Linked DNA regions of Hordeum vulgare: region 2 is linked to region 1. The links are chromatin contacts, called in public Hi-C maps. All regions are on one chromosome and are shown on one strand. Each heading gives the region's core, a stretch centred on a gene start, on an enhancer-like site or on the middle of the called end of the contact. The rest is flanking DNA. Distances are from core to core; before and after follow the strand shown.

Region 1 (3,625 bases), core at 453-2,952:
TTCCAGCTTGAGATCCCGGTGATACACACCTTGGCTGTGGCAGTAATCCACTGCACTGATGAGCTGCTGGAAATACTTGTGTGCAGCACCCTCTGTGAGCTTGCCACTCTTTGCAACCTTGTCAAAGAGCTCGCCACCTTTCACATACTCCATCACAAAGAATATTTTGTTTCGTGTCGCCATGACCTCATGAAGCTGAACAATGTTCTTGTGTGCCACCAACCGCATGGTTGTGACCTCACGCCTGATTTGCTCCGAGAGCCCAACCTTGAGCACCTTCTCCTTGTCCAACATCTTTATGGCGACGCTTTGGTTGGACTCAAGGCTCCTCGCAAAGTGCACCTTGCCAAATGTTCCCTTCCCCAACAATCTTCCCAGCTCGTAGCGCTCCATTAGAATCTTCCCTCTGTTCGCCATGACTTCTAGCTGTATAACACCACAAGCCTATATTGCGGCTATATAATTCAAATCGACTGGAGCACTTCAACCATCCTCTCCAAGGTAGTCCTGATCCACCACAGTGAACAACACTCTCATGTCTTTGTCTCGACGAAGTCTAGATGGTGTAGAGATGATGCAGACAAGATGGTTGCTTGCATAAAGAGTCGAACAACTCAGCTCTTGTGGAGCAGAGGCAATCTCCTTTATCGCGCAGGTGAAATGTCTTCTAAGCAAGCACATCTTTCAGCATTCCCCGAGGCTTTAAGTGCTTGTTTTATATTGGAGTTTTCTGCAAACAAGAAAAGAAATCTTCAGATACCGCAATGGAAAAATAAAAATACCCTTGTATGGATTACTCAAGAAATAACAGAACATTTATTGGTTGGTTTTACAACCAGAGAATAAGAAGAATGGTGAAACAAATTTGATTCTGGCATAATCTTTAGAGTAAACAATCTGACAGCATCAGGGACATGGCGGTTGGTGATTTATATGTATCTGTATAATTCTTAGTATTATTTTACTTTAAGATCAAGGCTGCACACTTGTGTAAACAAAGGTATGCAGAAAAGTCAGAGTTCAGAAGCAACTCGCTGGTTTGCTAGATCTTTACCGCTTTGGGAAAAAAAATCGTGCGTATTTCTAACAAACTATAAACATTGTAGGAACATAACACGGTGTCACGGTCAACAAATTCATGAAGAAAAAGGCCAAATATGTTTAACTTTGCAGAGAATTGCGCCATTCCTCCATCCAATCCTAAAACTAAGAGCACAACAACTTGCAGACTCCCAGATCCATCCAACCACATGAATGCACCGCCGTACTCGGCCGAAAGCAGCCTCGCCGACAATTAAAAGGCCGTAAATTTGGCTCCTGTAATTGACCTCGGTCACTCAGGCCTCAGGCCTGTTTTGAAATGCGTAAGGCAGAATTTTCTCTGCCTTCTCCTTTCAAAAAAATTTGTTGGCTCATATGTACCCAAACTCTATAGACCGGAAAGAATTACTCCTCCAATGATTCACCCTTGGCAAAACTGAAGAAGACGCACAAACTAGCCAACAAGGATGCCTACATCGACGGCCAAACGGAATCAAAGAACATCAAAGAAACGGGAGGGGATTTTGCGTACCTTCCGGCGGCGCCAAGAGGGGAGGAGGCTCTGGATCCAAGCCGGGACCTCCAGGCAGTTCTCTCTCTGTCTCTGTGAGTTGTTGGAGTTTGGTTTCGGTGTGTGTGCTTGTGGAGGAGGAGGCCGCTCTTCTTATATAATGCAGAGCAGAGCAGGGCAGGGCAGGAGCCGCGGGAGGGAAGGGGAAGGGCGGAGAAGAAACTAGTTTGTGGTGGATTTGACCAAGATGCCCCTGATGCGTTTCCTGGGCACCGCATCGCAGAGGGGCATATTCCTGGTAGGGTGGCACAAATCGTATCATTGTGTCTTCATGATTAGGGGGGAAGAATTATGCTCGTACGACCCGTGATGTCATACTCCCTCCGTCCCAAAATAAGTGTCTCAACTTTGTACTATCTCTAGTACAAAGTTGTACTAAGCTTAAGACAGTTATTTTGGGACGGAGGAAGTATTAAGTAGCGGATATTTATGAAACATCCTTGTAGAAATTGAAAAGTACATTCAAATCTTTGGTGGTATTGAAGTCTTCTTTCTCTTGCTTCCATTGACGGCGCGCGCTCGTTACCCATTGCCATTTCTGTACCTGTGTGAAGAAAACTTTTTTAAACCTAGGGGCTTGTGGAAGCAATGGTCTCGTTGATGTAGACTTGAAGATGTCGATGACCGTAATCAGTATAGCAAATTGTTGCCCCAGAGAAGAAAACGTCATAGAGGGCTTATATAACGCTCCAGGTCCGGTTAGACAGAGTCGGGAGACACAACTCTCACACGCTCTCTGACAAGGATGAAGTTGGCTAACCTTCATCGATCAGAACTGAAGCCGACGGACAAAGATGGAATCAAAGGGGACAACCTAATTTATATGTTGGGCGTGCTCAAGCTTTCCCTATTAAAAACTGAAAGTTTGGTCTATGTTTTGCTTTCTTATACGTTGGCCAACGTCAGTCGGACGTCCTTCTCTCTCTAGATCCTCATGTTCCACCAACTAGGTCGGTGGTTATCCTCGCTTTTGTATGTTGCTCATGCGGTGTGTGTGTGGGGGGGGGAGGGGGGTTGCACGTTTGTCGCTTATATGGGGTTGGTTTTCAATTTCATGTGGCAACCACATATGAGCGGTAACGTCAACGACATCGAGGAGGCAGTGAATGAGCATCGTCGTCGGGAATGTGCTCTGGCGCGATGACATGTTTGGCTGTTGGCTTGTTACCACGCCTCATCTTGTGTGTAGGTTCTTACGCAATCACATGTGAGGTCATTGGTTTCCGCCTATGATGCTAGTTGACCATATGCATAGATCGAGCACGAGCCCTGGCCTAAAAGGATTGAGATGGACCTAGAGGCAGTGAATAGGTCAACTACAAATTTTACTTCAATTGTTAGCAAGTTAGGTTTTGCAAAATATGAAATGTGAACCTAACACTGCTAAGGTGAGATAACCAACTTGTATACATATATATATGTGTGTGTGTGTGTGTGTGTGTGTGTGTGAAGTTTGCAGGGGACCAATGTAATAACACAAGTAAACATGCCAGTGTTATGGTTAACCAAAGACCATAGAGATGAAGATGTATCCTATTGTTCCTTCCCTTCGAGGGGTGTTAGCCACAAATGGAGAGGCAAGAGTTACATAAAGGAACAACCAACACCACAAATACCCACCTTCTCCCTGATATATCACCACAAAGGAGATTCTTAACCACTAGGGGGTAGACCTTGAGGTGAGCTCCAAACTGTCGCACACGACGATGCAAATCACAAGTTGATTCTTTCACCGAAGACTCCTACCACCTAGTAGTCTCCCACCTTCAAGAGTAAAGCCAAATGATGAAACCAAAGGGAACTCGATTTCCTTTGGTGAGAATGTAGATCGGGGGCTCCTCTTATTTTCTGCCCTTATAGGATGGATGTGGAGGGGTACAATCTAATGTTTAGAGCTTGTGAAAATGGAGTACGGGAGAGAAATATGCTCAACTCGAACGGGGGAAGAATAAAACACTCAGGGGAGAAGGAGTGGACCTTTCTATTGCCCACTTTGAAATATGTCCATTAGGG
Region 2 (3,625 bases), core at 807-3,306, 160 kb after region 1:
TAGTGGGGAGTATCATATAGTAGTATCATGCATATGATACTATTGTATAATAGTATCTCCATAATGCATAGTATCATAAACTAGTATCAAATATGACCTCATTTATTGACATGCATGACACATACTACCTTCGAGATAGTTTAGAAGGCACGGTTAAATTTACGTGTATTTTCACAATAAACAAGGTTTAAGGCACATTGCATTTACTTCTAGCAGCTAATTATTACTTCGTTGTACTATTTCTATATGCATGTGTACTGTGAATGCTATTTTTCAGCCCATTTCACAGCCAATCTATAACCACCTAGGTTCCAGAGAATTTTCAAGCACGCCTTCTAAACCATGATGAAGAGAGTAGTAACATAGCATTTAACATGTTACGGTAACTATCTATGTTATTCTAACCCTCTCTCACATCTTTAATTGTCTGTCACATCAGCATGTTTGCTAGTTTCAAGTATATGATACTACATATATTACTCCCGTTATGGCCAGCCTAAGACTATCCATAATGGGAGTAACATAGGTAGTAACATAGATGTCAGCTAAGCAAAAATATGATGTGGCAACTAATTAATGAAAAAAGAGAAATTGAGTAACTTAGGCTGGCCATAGTGGGAGTAACTTAGATAGTATCATGTACTTGGGACTAGCAAACATGCTGATGTGGTAGACAATTAAAGAATAATGAGAGGATTAGAGTAACATAGGTAGATACCGTAACATGTTAAATGATATGCTACTATGTGTCATGCATGTCAATAAATAAAAACTTATATGATGCTAGTTTATGATACTATGCACTATGCAGATAGTATCATACAATAGTATCATATGCATGATACTACTATATGATACTCCCCACTATGACGAGCCTTAGCATGTTACTCATAGTAGGAGTAATATAGCGGATACCGAGGCAAATTGAGTCTATAGGCTCATAAATGGAAGGCTCAATGTTACTACCTCTATGTTACTATCCACTATGAAGGTAGTAACTTAGACTAACATATGTATGTTATTACTCTATGTTACTTCTTATTGTAAGTAGTCTAAGGAAAGGTGAATCTACAAACTCATTGATGAAGTCTAAAAAAAAGTTGGCCGTATCCGCCGAGGGTTGGAGGAGGAAACAAGAGTAAGCAGAAAGAATACAGTCTTGTTGAGAGTAAGTACAATAAGGTATAGTCAGCAGGCTGTAAGGATTAAAATACTATATTTTTACTGAGTTGGATTAGAGAGAAAGAGGAGAGAGAAGAGAAGCGGGCTCTTCGTGAAGAGCTAGCTCTAGCACGTGCTCTTAGGTGCTTTGTGAGAATGAAAGGTGTACCATATATGATAAAAATAGTACTCTTTTATAGTTAACTATTGTATAACTTAGCTATAAAATAGGCTATAAGATGACTTATAGCCAGCAATTGGCTCGAATATTGCTTTTGGCTCCCGAGCTCACTGGAGGCCTTTAAATTCAAACTTCAAATTCAGTGAAAATTTGTATTTTAATGTTTCAAAAAATTCTGAAAAAAATACGTAGATAAATGAAGGTATAATACACAAGTGTGTAAATTTTCAAAAAAAAAATACGTTGAAATGAGGGCTGTGCAAAAAAGACAAATCTGAGGTTGTTTAACACATGTTACTATTCATCATTTCAGACCATGAATTTGTCTTTTTTATACAGATCACGTTTTAAAGTATTTCGACCTGAAATTTTATACACATGTCGGTTACATCCTTACATACATGCATTTTTTTTAGAATTATTTGAACCATAAAAATTAGAATTTGAATTTTTAAAAATAAAGGCCTTCATGAAGCTCGGCCTTCAAAACGCCATTCTCGCAATTGACTATACTATTAACCATGCTCTGAAGGAAGAAATCTATCTGTCCTCCAGAAAGTACAAACTTGGCAGATTTTCATAGCAGCCGCAAGCTAGCAATCAGTACCGCCACTAGCACCCAATGCATGAGAGGAGATGAGTAGGGGTGGTGGTTGAGCGAGCGCAGGAAATTGATTGAGCATCTGGACGCGGTGGGTCGCCGCGTCGCAATAATACCACGACGAACGTACTCTATGTCCATGTCTTCAGATGTACTCCTACGTGTTGATCCACGATGGGTCAGTGCCACGCCCATCCGCATCTCACACCACCTATCGAGCCCGAGCCACCGCATACTCTGATTTCTCTTTGCCCGGCAAAATTGATGTTTTCTTCTGGGCTTGCTGGGTAGATCACCATCTCTGGCTCAGGGATGACTCGGATGCTCATCGCCACATGGATGATGGCAAATCCGAGATATTCCAAAAAAATCGACAACTTGCCGAATGCGGTGGATTGGATAGACAAGTAAAACAGACGCCAACACAAGGACAGCCACATTCAGTAACATCTAGTGGGGCCGAGATACCATGAACAAAAATTAGCCACATGATTTTCTTTAAAGAAACAAATATGGCAGACGCTCACAAGCCTGCAAAAGATAAAAGAGCAATAAAAATAGCCACTTTCAACCGGAAATTAAACTAGAGACTTTTTTTTAAACGGAGGCAAAGATTGCCTCATCTATTAAATAAGCGGAAGAGAATTGACCAGTTAATCACGGAAAACCGGGCAAAAACCGATACAACAAGGACCAAGCCCATTCCCCTAGACTCACACGCTCAGGGCAAAGCCCACCCTTATCGACGACATGTTGACCTACGGCCAGACAACGCAGCTCCGACTCTGACGGAGAACTCTGTAGGACAAAACCAGGGGCTGACACCACAAAGATGCCGAACGGGCTATCTGCAGCCAGTCATCGTATACCGCAGGGCCCCGCCGCCGCAGCTTCGACTCCATAGCAACAAGAAAACCGAGGCAAAACCGTGAACACGTCGAAGAAGAGCCGACTACCGCAACCATTGCCGCGTCGCCGACATCGCTCCCACCATCATCGTTGCCACAAAAGTCTCGACGTCACACCCGCCACCAACCGCCGTCCATCGGTCCCGCTCACCGACGCCAAGCTCCCAAAACGAAGCCCTCAAGCGGGAATACGACATCAAGGCGTTGTCATCGTCCGATCATAGATCAAGGTTTCCCCCGGAGAGACCGAAATGGCCAGATCCGCGCAGGAGGGGTGGGAGAACACGCAACGATGCCTCCAAAAGGTCAATGACGGCCATAGCCTCCGCCATCACTAGTCACGACACGAGGCCAAGACATGGTTTTCATCAAGCTTCACACCACCTAAGTCGCACATCATCCTGCAATGATGTCGGCAAGCCCACCAGACTTGACCACCATCGAAGGCCCCTCCACCATGAGCTCCGCCGCCTGCGGATCTCGCCCCACAAAGCACGCTGGCGTCAACCGGCACCGCACCGCGCGCCCCGGCCACCGCAGCCGCTCCAGGCACCACCACACCTGGCCAGGATCTGCATCTGCCGAGGCCCCGCGTCGCGAGCTCCTGCTCTCTCCTCAGGATCCACACCCTGCGACCGTGCACCGCCTCGACACTGCAGGACTCCCGCTGCGAGCCAGATTTGCGCTCGCCCCTTGCACACACGCACCGTCGCCACGACCTCCTAGCACGCCCGCGTCGACGCTGCTGCCAACCCACGTGCCCCGCAGCGGGGA

Evidence for each region. A called contact is a pair of places that touch in the nucleus more often than the background predicts.
Region 2: a Hi-C map of leaf shows a contact between it and region 1, with 6 times the contacts expected there. The contact joins the enhancer-like site here to the promoter of LOC123448064 in region 1. A contact is called at or near these places in 2 of 6 Hi-C or Micro-C datasets (leaf and seedling).

Annotation. Positions count from the first base shown.
Region 1 is chr4H:113,543,846-113,547,470 of MorexV3_pseudomolecules_assembly, forward strand. LOC123448064 (CBL-interacting protein kinase 15-like) reads right to left here and starts at 1,703. Exons shown (of 2, transcript XM_045124833.1): 1 at 1,574-1,703; 2 at 1-730. The coding sequence starts at 417.
Region 2 is chr4H:113,704,300-113,707,924 of MorexV3_pseudomolecules_assembly, forward strand. No RefSeq gene overlaps it. Among protein-coding and RNA genes, the nearest start is that of LOC123450338, 24 kb to the left of the region's middle. Within about 2 kb of position 2,057, at least 2 of the 3 cell types and tissues checked have open chromatin away from gene starts, as enhancers often do. A contact at or near this core is called in leaf, where this site is marked.